2 separate regions of the Mus musculus genome follow, and region 2 is linked to region 1. A link is a contact called in public Hi-C data. All regions are on one chromosome and are shown on one strand. The core of a region is the stretch at or near the end of the contact, and the rest is flanking DNA. Distances in the headings are between cores, read along the strand shown.

Region 1 (6,209 bases), core at 2,105-4,604:
ATCTCGAGCTTTTCCCTTCCCCGGGTGAGTGGCAACAGTGAGGCCCCCACCCCAGCTCCGGGTCCCCTTCTGGGCTGCGCTGCTCCCTCAGGAGCACTGGATGCAGAAGCCAGGAGGACTGTTGGTGGCCCAAGACCCTTGGCTTTTTTTGGGGGGGGGGGGGCTGGGTGTATTTATTTTCACAGCTGTGTGTTTTGTGACTAATGGGAAAACGCTTATAGAATTTCCAGCTCCCTAATTCCGTTGTTTGAATTTTCCCACATAAGCGAGAAACTTCTGGTAATATTCCTTAATGTTAGCAAGGGGCCTGACACTGTCTCTAAGATCACCCCCACCCCGTCCCAACTGTGTCTCCCCAGTATTGGAGCTTGATGGGAGGCTCTTGTGAAGTGCTGAAAGGGTGTCTGGCTAGCTGCCCGGCCTACGAGCACTTGCATCCTGAGCGCCCCTGTCATAAGTCCCTTAGAGCCTCACTCCTCTTTTCTAGGTTGAGGGGGAGGTAGTGGGAGGAGAAACGAACAGAATCTGTTTAACTTTGGGAAAGTCTGATTCCTTCCTGGTCAGTGTAGTAACTAGCTTTACTGCCTTTCTATTCTGCCATCTTTTGGCCTCCCGTACCAAAGGTCCTTGAAGAAGGAAAGCATCCCACGACCAGATGTAACTTAGTGTCTTTGGCTCATGGTTTTATTTAGCAGGCTTAAAGGATTTGAAGAAGAGAGGGAGAGTAAAGACATCGAATATTGTCTTAGAAGGAAATTTTAGTGTTCAACAGATGGAGTCAACTCTTGGGGATTCCTGAAGCTAGCAGAGTGCAAAGTGCCTACTTTTAGAATAGGAAGCTGGACTCAGAGAAAAGTGACTTTGGAGGTGAAAGGATCTAGAAAGATAAAGGGAGAAGATGATGCATTTTGGAAAACAATCAGATGTCAAAACACACACGTCTATTGGGTCTGATTATCTGTAACTTTAACTGCTGTCCCTGATCTCTTGCCTCTGCCGTAAATAACTGCATATTTAACCTGTTCTTTAGACTTTCAATACAAGCCAAGATGACGTTTTGACATTCTGATGTGTTTCAAAATGTTAATGAAGACATTTGGGCGCCATCCTTTCTAGAGACGCTCCTGACAGTCAGTGCCGGATTGCTCTGTACAAACACAGTGTGATGACATTCAGAGCCAGGTTGAGCTGGGGGTCTCTCCTAGAGCTGGGGAGACTTCTCAGGCACTCAGAGCTACATATAGAAATGTTGCTATGAAAGTGGGTTTGGGGTGTTCGATGGAGCCAGGAGTTCTCTGTGTTACCATTGATTAAAACCATATATAGCAGACGCGAAGGGATAGTTCACAGAGAAGATATAAACTCAGCTAATAGGCCCTTTCCTTAAGAATGGCTTGTTTCTATGTGCTATGTGTGTTTATGGGGAAGAGACAGATTTGGGTGTCTGGCAAACATCATGTGTATTATGTCAGTTCACATACCTACAGTGGGCCTTTCATGCTGCCAGTGAATGAGAGCCCCTGGCTGCACATGTTTTAGATCATAGCAAAGAGATGAAGCATATGTTTTGGTAATTTAATATTAAATCTATGAGATTTCAAAGCATTTGATTCTATTACTTCAGTTATTGATAAAAAATAAACTGTGGGTGAGTAACTTCATTGAGCTGCCCCACCAGGCAAATAGAGCTAGGCAGGCCTGGTGCTGCAGTCCGTTGTCATTATATGAAGTACCTTTACAGTGGCTTCTTCTTCTTCTTCTTCTTCTTTTTTTTTTTTTGATTAAAAAAAAAAGTGTTCAAGGAATGTAAGATGGAAATGGCCCTGGGGCCTACATAGTGTGCTCAAGACCAATTTGATCAATAGAGTGAAAGCCTTTCTCAAAATTTAAAAAAAAAAAAAAAAAGAAAAAAGAAAAAGTTTCCAAGCCACTGACCTTCAGCACAACAAAGCAACAAAATTTCATTTGGTCCAAGAAATTAAGAGTCTTCTGCCATTCACTATGATATATATATATATATATATATATATATATATATATATATATATCACTATATATATTTCACTATATATATACACACACACACACACACACACATATATATATCTCACTACACTTTCTTAGACAAAATAAAGAGCAATGATTTGTTGATTATTATAACTTTTTGAAGTATTTTTTTCTGGACTGTACTGCATTTATGTAAATATGCCCATACCTCGGATGAGAATCCAGAGGCACCAACACGTTAAGACAATTAGGCAAAATTCTGCACGGAGCCAGAAGCTGAAGGAAGCTGAATCTGTTTCTAACGTGTCAGATCCATACAGTGAGCAATATTGCAAGTTACCTTTGGAGGCTCAGTAAAGAAGTTTCAATGGAGACTTCAATTTTTAGGTGCAAAGATAGAAGTAAGCCCTGGCCAGGACTTCTTTGGTAGTCTTGGCTAACAGAAAGAAGGATATTAAGTAGATGTTAAGTAGAGCTTTACCTGGCCCATCAGATTACACAGGACACCTGTGTCAAAGTTCAACTATTCATGGCGTGGGTTCGAGTCCACGACTGGGACCTTGGTCTTTATCATAATGGTTTTTCTTTGTATTGCTTCGTTTCTCACAAGCAGAGACAAATAGTGTCAGGTATTGCTGTTACCTCAGCAATCAAGTCAGAACTTCCTCTCTGCCCCCTCCCCAGATTCCTAGAATCAGAGAAGTGAAGTGGGAAGTCTGAGGGTCCAAATTGGAGACAGGACACCTGGAATATTTGCTAGCCTCTCTGTGGTTAGGACTTGACCAAGAACCATTATGCGCTTTGGTTTGATTTTGAGGTCTGACATTTTTGACAATGTTAATACACACCCTAAAATGACACGGGCATTCGGTTTCCCTCACAAGTGTAAGGTAGGGCATACTATCTCATTGCACACGTCTCTCAGGTCTGCTGTAGATTTAAATCCAAACGCAGCCTTGACTTGTTCCTAGTTCCTTCCTGGTGTGGAGGCTTTGGAGTAAGGGCTGAGGCTATGAAGGCAGGGTGTGCGAGCAAATGTTACTTTATTATTGCTCTCCTTCTCATTCCACTTCACCTGTACCACCAGTGAGGTGGAGACGCTGGCCATGGAGGAACAGCAGTTTTCACACAGAAAACTGGCTCTTTGCCCATTTATAAGGCTATAAGGACCAGACCCAACCTCCATCTTACTTTGATAGAGGACGTCCATCCCCTGGGGACCATTATTGTCCTCAGAGATGGGAGAAGCGTTGTCCTTTCTTAGTTTAGACGGTCTTTGTGTTGCTACAGGAAAGAAGGAAGAGGGGAGGGCTGCCGGCTGCCGGCTGCCAGCTTTGCTTATGACTGTGTTTCTAGATCCCTTGTTGCCACACTCTGTTAGTGACTAAATAGACCAGTGGTTTAGACAGGGTCTGTGGAGCCAGTTTGTCTGGGTGTGAATCCCCAGTTAGTGGCTGTGTGACTTTGGGCAGACTACTTAATCTCCCTGTCCTCCAGCTCCTGCGAGTGTGAACCGAGACTAATAATCCTTGGATAAAGATGAAACCGGAATATGTGGAACACCTTTACTCAGTGCTGGCCCAGGTCCTGGGGTCTGTGGAGCAGATAAGGAAGAAACAAGTCAATAGGAACCTTGAACGGTGTAGAACATTCAAAGGACCCTGGAAGGTTTGGTAGGGAATCTAATGGCTGGTTTATATATGTCTCCCACATCTACCACTTGGGAAGGAAAGAACAAGAGAGAAAAAGACCTGGCCTGAAATCTCACACCAGTGGGGCTTTAATCTGAGCTCTAGATAACAAATCTGGTTTGCAGTTCACTTGCAGAGTGTTTGGAGGCCTGACTGTCACTCTGCAAGGTTCTAGAGGCTGGTGTACTCCTTCGGGTGATTGAACCTGTCATTGATACATTGATACATTGATACTCAGAGTAGGAAATCTCCCAAGTCCAAGGACAATGGCAACGTTTGCAGAGTTGTGGGGGATTAGTAAAGTTTTTCCATCTTACTGGATTGAGCAATGTGTCTTGTCCAGTTATTATAAAGTATTTTACATTTTATTTATTTACTTGGTTGGCAGAGCTTACATTCCTGGCATTTTTGGTTGGTTTGTGTTGCTGGGCTTTTTTTTTTCCTCTTAAAGAGGCCAGACCACCCTGTAGGAACATCTCTCTAGGAGACAAAGCAGCCGTGGTCAACCTCCCCAAGTCTAGCTTGCTCGGGGCCCTACCACAATTTCTGCAAAAGCAAGAGCTGGTTAGTGGCAGCCAGGATTTTCCAGGAAAGAGTATCCCTGTTTCAGAGTACAGTGGCTGATTCCATTGGCAAATGAGACAATGTAATTATAGACAGAATGAGAAGTGTAGCTGTGACGACATTCCTGGGCCTTGCTGATGGTAACTCCTGTTACCTAACTGTTGTAGGAAGTTTCTGAAATGTCTATCGCGTATGCTTTGAATGTCTACAATGGTCCCTTACTGGACCACACTTGATTGACACTCACTCTGTGGGAAATACTATTCATCCCATTTTCCTTTTTTCTGGATGGAGAATGTGATATTCATAGAAGTATACACCTTTTCTACATTGACTCTTTAGAGACTTAGACACCAGTACGATGTGGCAGGCATGTTGTACCTGATGTAAAAGCACTGTGTTATTTTCAGTCATTCTGGAAATTAAACCATAGTCTGTATAAGAAGGCCGTGCTGACTGCCTGGTGCTTTGGAGGCTCAAGGAGTACAGGGGTTCTCCCTGCCATCCTCTGAGCTGAATGGCGTGGTGAAAGGGTGTCCCGAGGCGTGGCCAGCCAGATGTGTATTCTTAGGAGAGGCTTAAAGGTTCTGGGCACTCCAACCTCAGGTGCTGAAGGGAGAACCAGGGAGTCTTGTGCTTTGCTGACTTTCAGGTGTTCTAGGCTTGGTCTCTGGTGGGACCGTCAAGTCCCTGCGCCTCCAGCTTCTACCGTTTTATCTCCCGCAGCACTGGTTGGTGCTGCCGTGGACTTAGAGTTTCAAGTCTGGATGCTGAAAGGCATCAACTGGCAAACCGAAGGCAGTTGAAGTTTAACTTTGTGCTTTATAAGAAGGCTCTGGATAACTTCCTTTGTGTTGCATACACAGGACAAAAAAAACTTCAATCTTTTCTCTAAAATTTATTTATTTTGATCCCAGTTGCTGTGTGAGGACGATTATAGGGGAAGGTAGGATAGTCGCATCAGCACACGGCTCATTGAGAAACAGGCTCTGCTTCCTTATCCACGGTCAATATTGATTCCTTTACCATTATATCATGGGGGTGTTTCTCTAAGTACTTAGCATCCTTAGGCCATGCAGCCTTCATCAAGAGGAACTTGTGTATGAATTGACAGGTGCCTGCTGGATTTCTCAGCTCCACGGTGAAGCACTGTTTCCATTTTTCCGCTCAGGCGGAAGCTGGAGTAGCCTTTGCCTCTGCGTCTGCAGAGTTTTAGATCTGCCTTCTGCTTGTAGTTGTTCGGCTGTGCTTAACCCAGGGTTCGAAAGGCCAGAGCTGTTCCCAAATATCTCAGCCTCACTCCTCATGCTCTGTAGCTACCGTTGTACTATTTAGTTAAGGGTTGAGGATAACTTTTTATATGAACCTTCAGTACATGTTTCACAAATGGCACCAATAAACTGTTTTAACCTGACCACATTTATGAAGTCTGGGTTACCTCTTCTTGCAACTGACTAGCCTGTGATCCTTTTGTAGGAAGGAATTGGGATCTAGTAGAGGGTTGTAGTAGGCCTGATTTCAAGTGCAGAGTTCTGTGACACAGTCAACATAGTGCAGTAGGCACCTGAAGTACTTGTTTTGGTCATCGTGATCAACTTGATGCCAGGGTCTTCCCTGTTGCTGCTGCCTATGCTGAGGCTTGTTACTTGATACCCCAGGTGTGGTTGGTCTTTTTTTCCACCTTTTTTTTTTAACTGTTCATTTACTATTTCTAGAGCTTTCTGTTCTGTTTCATGGAGATGTAAAATATTGGCCCACACAGTGTGATTAGACATAGGTAGCACAGGGGATCTTTAGGCAGCTGGATTTGAGATTCTGGAACAGTATAGACAGGACTTGCCATCTGGTCAGGATGCTCTCAGAAGTGTGCGTAGTAATACTAATCATTCCAGAATAATAAAACTTAAAGTAAGGTCCTCCGAGCAGAAGATCTCTGAACTTCGGCAC
Region 2 (6,209 bases), core at 2,013-4,512, 310 kb after region 1:
TAAAGAGAGTACACTATGACTTAATAGCAGTAGCAAAAACAAGGCTAAGTGTATATTTAAATAAGGCAGTGATCTTTAACATTTTTACATTTCAAAAATATTTAAATTAATATTAAAATCATTATTTACCAAGGCAATTATTTACCAAAGCAGGATAGAACGAAAACCTTATCTTAATTGAAAATTGTCTTTGGAGGCTTTAAATCAGACTGTACTCCTAAGGGCAGCAAAGTGGGGGACTGCCCATAACAAAGATGGTGGACGGTCCTGGGACTGCCCTTAGCTAAGATGGTGCTGAAGCAATACTATAGGAAAACCTTATCTGCTCACAACAAATATGGCACCAAAGCTACAGCTCCACCTGGAGGAAAGTCACAGGTTATACCTTAGAATGAAGCAGCAGAAGTGTGAGACACAAACATATAGATAAATCTAAGCAGCATAGTGTGAGGGTGTGTGAGGGGAAGCGTTGGGATGAGCATCCAACTGGAGTGTGGAGCTGAGGTTACAAGCAAGGCTGAGGCAGCCCTCCTTCCTTCTCCCTTTTCTCTCTTTCCTTGCCCCTCTTCTTCTTCTCTCCCTCTCTTCTCTCTCATCCCTTTCCCCTTCATCCCACTATAGCAAGCAACGGTCATCTGAAATTCAGACATCATGTCTTGCCGATTTGAACTTCCATCTTTACAAAAGCCACCTTTCCTGGGACATTTTGCTGGAACAATTCAACCAAACAAAGACAAATACTTGCTTGATTCTCACAGTTAGACATTTATTTTAGTTAAGGTCTTAATGCTGTGATAAAGAATGTGACCAAAAGCAATTTGGGGAGGAAAGTGTTCTACTGAGAGAAATTGAGGCAGGAACTTCATGAAGCACAAGGCAGGGAAGAACTCTGCTTATGCGCTTATTCCTGTGATTTTCTCTTTCTCATGCATCTTATGACTATCTATGTAGGCATAGCACCACCCACAATAGTCTAGACCCTCCCACAGGAGGGACACCAATCAAGAACATGTCACCACAAGCTTGCCCATAGGTCAATCTGAGGGGCCATTTTCACAAAAAGGAGGCTTCCTCTTCTCAGATAAATACAGTGTGTGTCAAACTGACAAAAAAAAAATTCCAAAAACCAACAAAACAAAACAAAACAAAAACAAAAACATACAAAAAACCCCAACAATTAGAATTCCATCCAAAATAGTTGGAATAGATGCTACTATTAAAGTTTTAAGGCAGAGAAAATTGAAGCTCAAATTTCTTGAGAGAAAAGTAGCTCTAAGTATCTTTAAAAGCCACTTCCAGAGCGTCAATATCATTCACTTGCAATTGAGTTTATAGTCTTTGTGTATGGTGCATTCTGTTTAGGTGTTATTTTAGTAGGCTTCAGACAATTTTAGCTACTTGATGTATAGGTGGCACAGCTGTCCACACCACCCAAAAATCTCCTTCTATGTATAAGGACCATGATGCTGATTTTAAATGAAATTTGCTAGGTCCCCATGCTGGTTAATATTGATTTACAGACTAGTTCAGTGGCTCTCAATCATCTTAATGCTTTAACCCTTTAATACACTTCCTCATGTTGTAGTGCCCCACAACCATAAAATGAATTCAGCTGTGACTTCATAACTGTAAATTCCTAATGTTATAAATCCCAATGTAAGTATTTGATATGCAGGATATCTGAATATGTTACCCCTGTGAAGGGCTGTTTGACCTTCACAAGGGGTCAATACCCACAGTCTGAGATCTTCATCTCCAGACGCCACTAGAAAAGACAAGCCTCTATCTAGATTGGGTTAACGTCTGAGCATGACTTTGAAGGATTATCTGGATTAGGTTAATTAGGTATAAAGATCTACCTTAACTGTGGCTAGCACCATATCATGGACTAGAGGCCCAGGGTGAATAAGAAAGGAAATCAAACCAAACACTAGCATTCATTCCTCTATGCTTTCTGTCTGTGAGTGAAACCATCTGTCTCAAGTTCCTGTCACCACAACTTTCTCATCATGGGATATCCTTCCTTCTTTAAGTGTCTTTCACTAGGTGCTTTGTTGCATAATGAGACAAGTAACTAAAGCAGGCTCTGACCTCAGAGCAGAGTTATAAAACAATGTGGAATCAAACTTTAAACAGCTCTTTGTCCTTGTGATTCTCTGTTCTTCATAAATTGGAGCAAGGCTCTTATCTAGGCTCAACATGATTATATCAAGTTAGGCATAATTATGACCTGGTTACTGTTTTAATTTTGAAATTAAGTATAATGGAAGGAGATTCAATTTTCTGTCAGGTTGACAAGGGATCGATTTGTGATGGCTATTATTGATTGTCAACTTGACCACATCTGGAATGAACTAAAACCCAAGCATCTGGGTATGCCTATTAGGGGTTTTTCTCGATTGAATCACTTGGGGTAGTTATCAACCTTTGGTCTGGGCCACACCTTCTGGTAGCAGCTAACAAGACATGAAGAATAAAGCCCCTTTTCTCTGTCTGCTTGCCTTTACTCTGGCTGGAAATTCCATTCCGTTACTGGTATTAGAGCCTACTTCTTTGGGATTCCAGTGTATACTGAAGACCATGTGAGACAACCAGTCTCAAGGTCTGAGCAACTACTGGATTTTGGACTTTCCTTCTGGAGACAGTATTATTAAGCATAGTGAGACAAGGTCTGTAAGCTACTCAAATACACACCATATTTGTTCTATCACATTGGTTGCTTTAGAGAATCTTGATTTATACAGTTTGCTTGCTTTGTTTTTTACTTCTTTAGTATCTGCTTTGATATACAATGTCTGCTCAACAGAACCAAATGGTTCCTTCACATACTTCACATCATTGAAGCAGTAGAGCTGGTCTTAACTCAGATAGAGGGAGTAGAGTGCTCACTTAACCCTCTGGCTTCTCACCAAAAGGCTTTTTTTTTTTTTTTTCCTATGTGGGTCTGAAAATACCTGTCTTTGAGAGCAAAACTTAGGGAAATAATAACTTTTCATGATTATGTTTCTATGCACATAAATAACCAAACTTTTCACTGGAAACTATGCCATTAATGTTTCTGCCTAGGTAGATATTAGACATGGAGGAGGAAAGAAATGAAGCCCATGCTAGATGGAGCTGCTTCCTGGAGAGCTTGGGAAGAAGTCTCCTCTGATCTTGTTCTCTAAGAATCTCCATCCCATCCCGACTGGGGTTAAGGTAATGGCATACATATCAGCTTCATTCCATTTTGCTTTCAGTTTTAAGTCTGACCCTTGACCCTGGACTCTGAACCAGAGCTCAATTATTTACCAGTGTTCTTGTTGAAGAGCCCACATAGCCAAAAGGTCCCAATGACAGCTGAGTTTCTAGTATGGGCTTAATTACCTCTAATCCATCTCCTGTGCTTTGACACAGAGTCCTTGGGGAAGTGCCCCCCCCCCACCTCTCTAAATCAGCATGAGCATGGAGGTAAGAGGACAAATTGAAAGTCACCCCCCAAAGGTCGAAGGCCTGTGAGGTGAGCAAAATGTGGTTTTGCAAACACCCACACTTCCTTTGCACCACAGTTTAAATCTTGCCATATTTGGCTCATTTACCTCTGTCCTTCAGAGAGAGATTTAGTGTACAGCAGTGAATGTGTGGAGAGTATCTGACGGTGGAAGATTCTGGCATATTTTCCAAGTCTTTCAGACTAGAGTGGGCATCCTTTGGAAATCTGGACCATCAGATCATTGACTTGTGGGTGGAACAGGTCTCCATAATCATTGGGCATCTCAAGACCCTGGCTTTGTAACTGCCCCTGCTTTTGAGCATTGGCATCCTCCCAGCATTTTGTCAGTTTTCCTTACACTTCTGTATAATGTCATAAATTGGGTCACTTTAATGCCATTAAAACCAGATTTAAGGAAACTAAGAGGTATAATCCAAAGTGCACTTTTTTTCTTTTCCATTTTTTATTAGGTATTTAGCTCATTTACATTTCCAATGGTATACCAAAAGTCCCCCATAGCCACCCACCCCCACTCCCCTACCCACCCACTCCCCCTTTTTGGCCCTGGCGTTCCCCTGTACTGGGGCATATAAAGTTTGCGTGTCCAATGGGCCTCTCTTTCCAGTGATGGCCGACTAGGCCATCTTTTGATACATATGCAGCTAGAGTCAAGAGCTCCGGGGTACTGGTTAGTTCATAATGTTGTTCCACCTATAGGGTTGCAGATCCCTTTAGCTCCTTGGGTACTTTCTCTAGCTCCTCCATTGGGAGCCCTGTGATCCATCCATTAGCTGACTGTGAGCATCCACTTCTGTGTTTGCTAGGCCCCGGCATAGTCTCACAAGAGACAGCTACATCTGGGTCCTTTCGATAAAATCTTGCTAGTGTATGCAATGGTGTCAGCGTTTGGATGCTGATTATGGGGTGGATCCCTGGATATGGCAGTCTCTACATGGTCCATCCTTTCATCTCAGCTCCAAACTTTGTCTCTGTAACTCCTTCCAAGGGTGTTTTGTTCCCACTTCTAAGGAGGGGCATAGTGTCCACACTTCAGTCTTCATTTTTCTTGAGTTTCATGTGTTTAGGAAATTGTATCTTATATCTTGGGTATCCTAGGTTTTGGGCTAATATCCACTTATCAGTGAGTACATATTGTGTGAGTTCCTTTGTGAATGTGTTACCTCAGTCAGGATGATGCCCTCCAGGTCCATCCATTTGGCTAGGAATTTCATAAATTCATTCTTTTTAATAGCTGAGTAGTACTCCATTGTGTAGATGTACCACATTTTCTGTATCCATTCCTCTGTTGAGGGGCATCTGGGTTCTTTCCAGCTTCTGGCTATTATAAATAAGGCTGCTATGAAGACAGTGGAGCATGTGTCCTTCTTACCAGTTGGGGCATCTTCTGGATATATGCCCAGGAGAGGTATTACTGGATCCTCCGGTAGTACTATATCCAATTTTCTGAGGAACCGCCAGACTGATTTCCAGAGTGGTTGTACAAGCTTGCAATCCCACCAACAATGGAGGAGTGTTCCTCTTTCTCCACATCCACGCCAGCATCTGCTGTCACCTGAATTTTTGATCTTAGCCATTCTGACTGGTGTGAGGTAGAATCTCAGGGTTGTTTTGATTTGCATTTCCCTGATGATTAAGGATGTTGAACATTTTTTCAGGTGCTTCTCTGCCTTTTGGTATTCCTCAGGTGAGAATTCTTTGTTCAGTTCTGAGCCCCATTTTTTCTGCAAGGCAAAAGACACTGTCAATAATACAAAAAGACCACCAACAGATTGGGAAAGGATCTTTACCTATCCTAAATCAGATAGGGGACTAATATTCAACATATATAAAGAACTCAAGAAGGTGGACTTCAGAAAATCAAATAACCCCATTAAAAAATGGGGCTCAGAACTGAACAAAGTGCACTTTTAAGTACCCGTTTTGTCACCAGGGCCACTGGATAAGCCCAAGACCTATCCTAGGGAGGCCTTAAATCCATGTCTACATTTTTGACATTCTGATGATAGTATGGAACTTAACTAAGTGTGGTCTGGGTTCAATTTCTTGCCACACAGGGTAAAAAAGGGAATGTGGGAAGAGAGCAACAACCCTGAAAACCTTTTGAAAAAGTCTGGAAACAAAAAAAAAGAAAAAAAGAAAAGAAAGAGAAAGAAGAAGGAGGAGGAGGAGGAGGAGGAGGAAGAGAAGGAGAAGGAGAAGGAGAAGGAGAAGGAGAAGGCGAAGGCGAAGGCGAAGAAGAAGAAGAAGAAGAAGAAGAGGAGGAGGAGGAGGAGGAGGAGGAGGAGGAGGAGGAGGAGGAAAAAAATTGCCACTTATTTTATATTAATGTTTGTTTGCAAAATGGGGACAATAAAATATGATTGATATCTTGCATTATTTTACATATATTTTACAAGGTAGAATTGCTGAGCAAATTATCTCATGATTATAGTCAGTATATGAATGAATGATATTTTTGCCATCCTCACTGAAATCCAAGAGCTCCCTCTCACTCATTAATTCTGAGATGCTTGGGGGTACCTCAGCATGCACTGACTGATCTCCTAATGTACACTCAAATCTTAAGGTCACCCTTACATTACTGAATTCTGGAACAGTGGTATCTCTCAGAGTAGCTCTGTTCTGGGAATTTAGATACTCTACCACCCCTCTAATTCAAAGAGAAAATAAAGAGGACAACACAGGCAAATTGATAAGTACCTGTTTATCCACCATC

Evidence for each region. Hi-C and Micro-C count contacts between places; a contact is called where the count stands out from the background.
Region 2: a Hi-C map of Th1 cells shows a contact between it and region 1, with 2.4 times the contacts expected there. The contact joins two enhancer-like sites. A contact is called at or near these places in 1 of 484 Hi-C or Micro-C datasets (Th1 cells), 2 of 115 datasets of contacts at active chromatin or transcription factors (fibro-adipogenic progenitors and thymocytes) and 1 of 9 other capture datasets (adipose tissue).

What each region holds. Positions count from the first base shown.
Region 1 is chr9:32,696,442-32,702,650 of GRCm38.p6, forward strand. The region is part of intron 3 of Ets1 (E26 avian leukemia oncogene 1, 5' domain); the gene reads left to right. Among named protein-coding and RNA genes, the nearest start is that of Ets1, 63 kb to the left of the region's middle. Within about 2 kb of position 3,355, at least 29 of the 459 cell types and tissues checked have an H3K27ac peak or open chromatin away from gene starts, as enhancers often do. A contact at or near this core is called in Th1 cells, where this site is marked.
Region 2 is chr9:33,004,394-33,010,602 of GRCm38.p6, forward strand. No RefSeq gene overlaps it. Among named protein-coding and RNA genes, the nearest start is that of Gm27166, 24 kb to the right of the region's middle. Within about 2 kb of position 3,263, at least 21 of the 459 cell types and tissues checked have an H3K27ac peak or open chromatin away from gene starts, as enhancers often do. A contact at or near this core is called in Th1 cells, where this site is marked.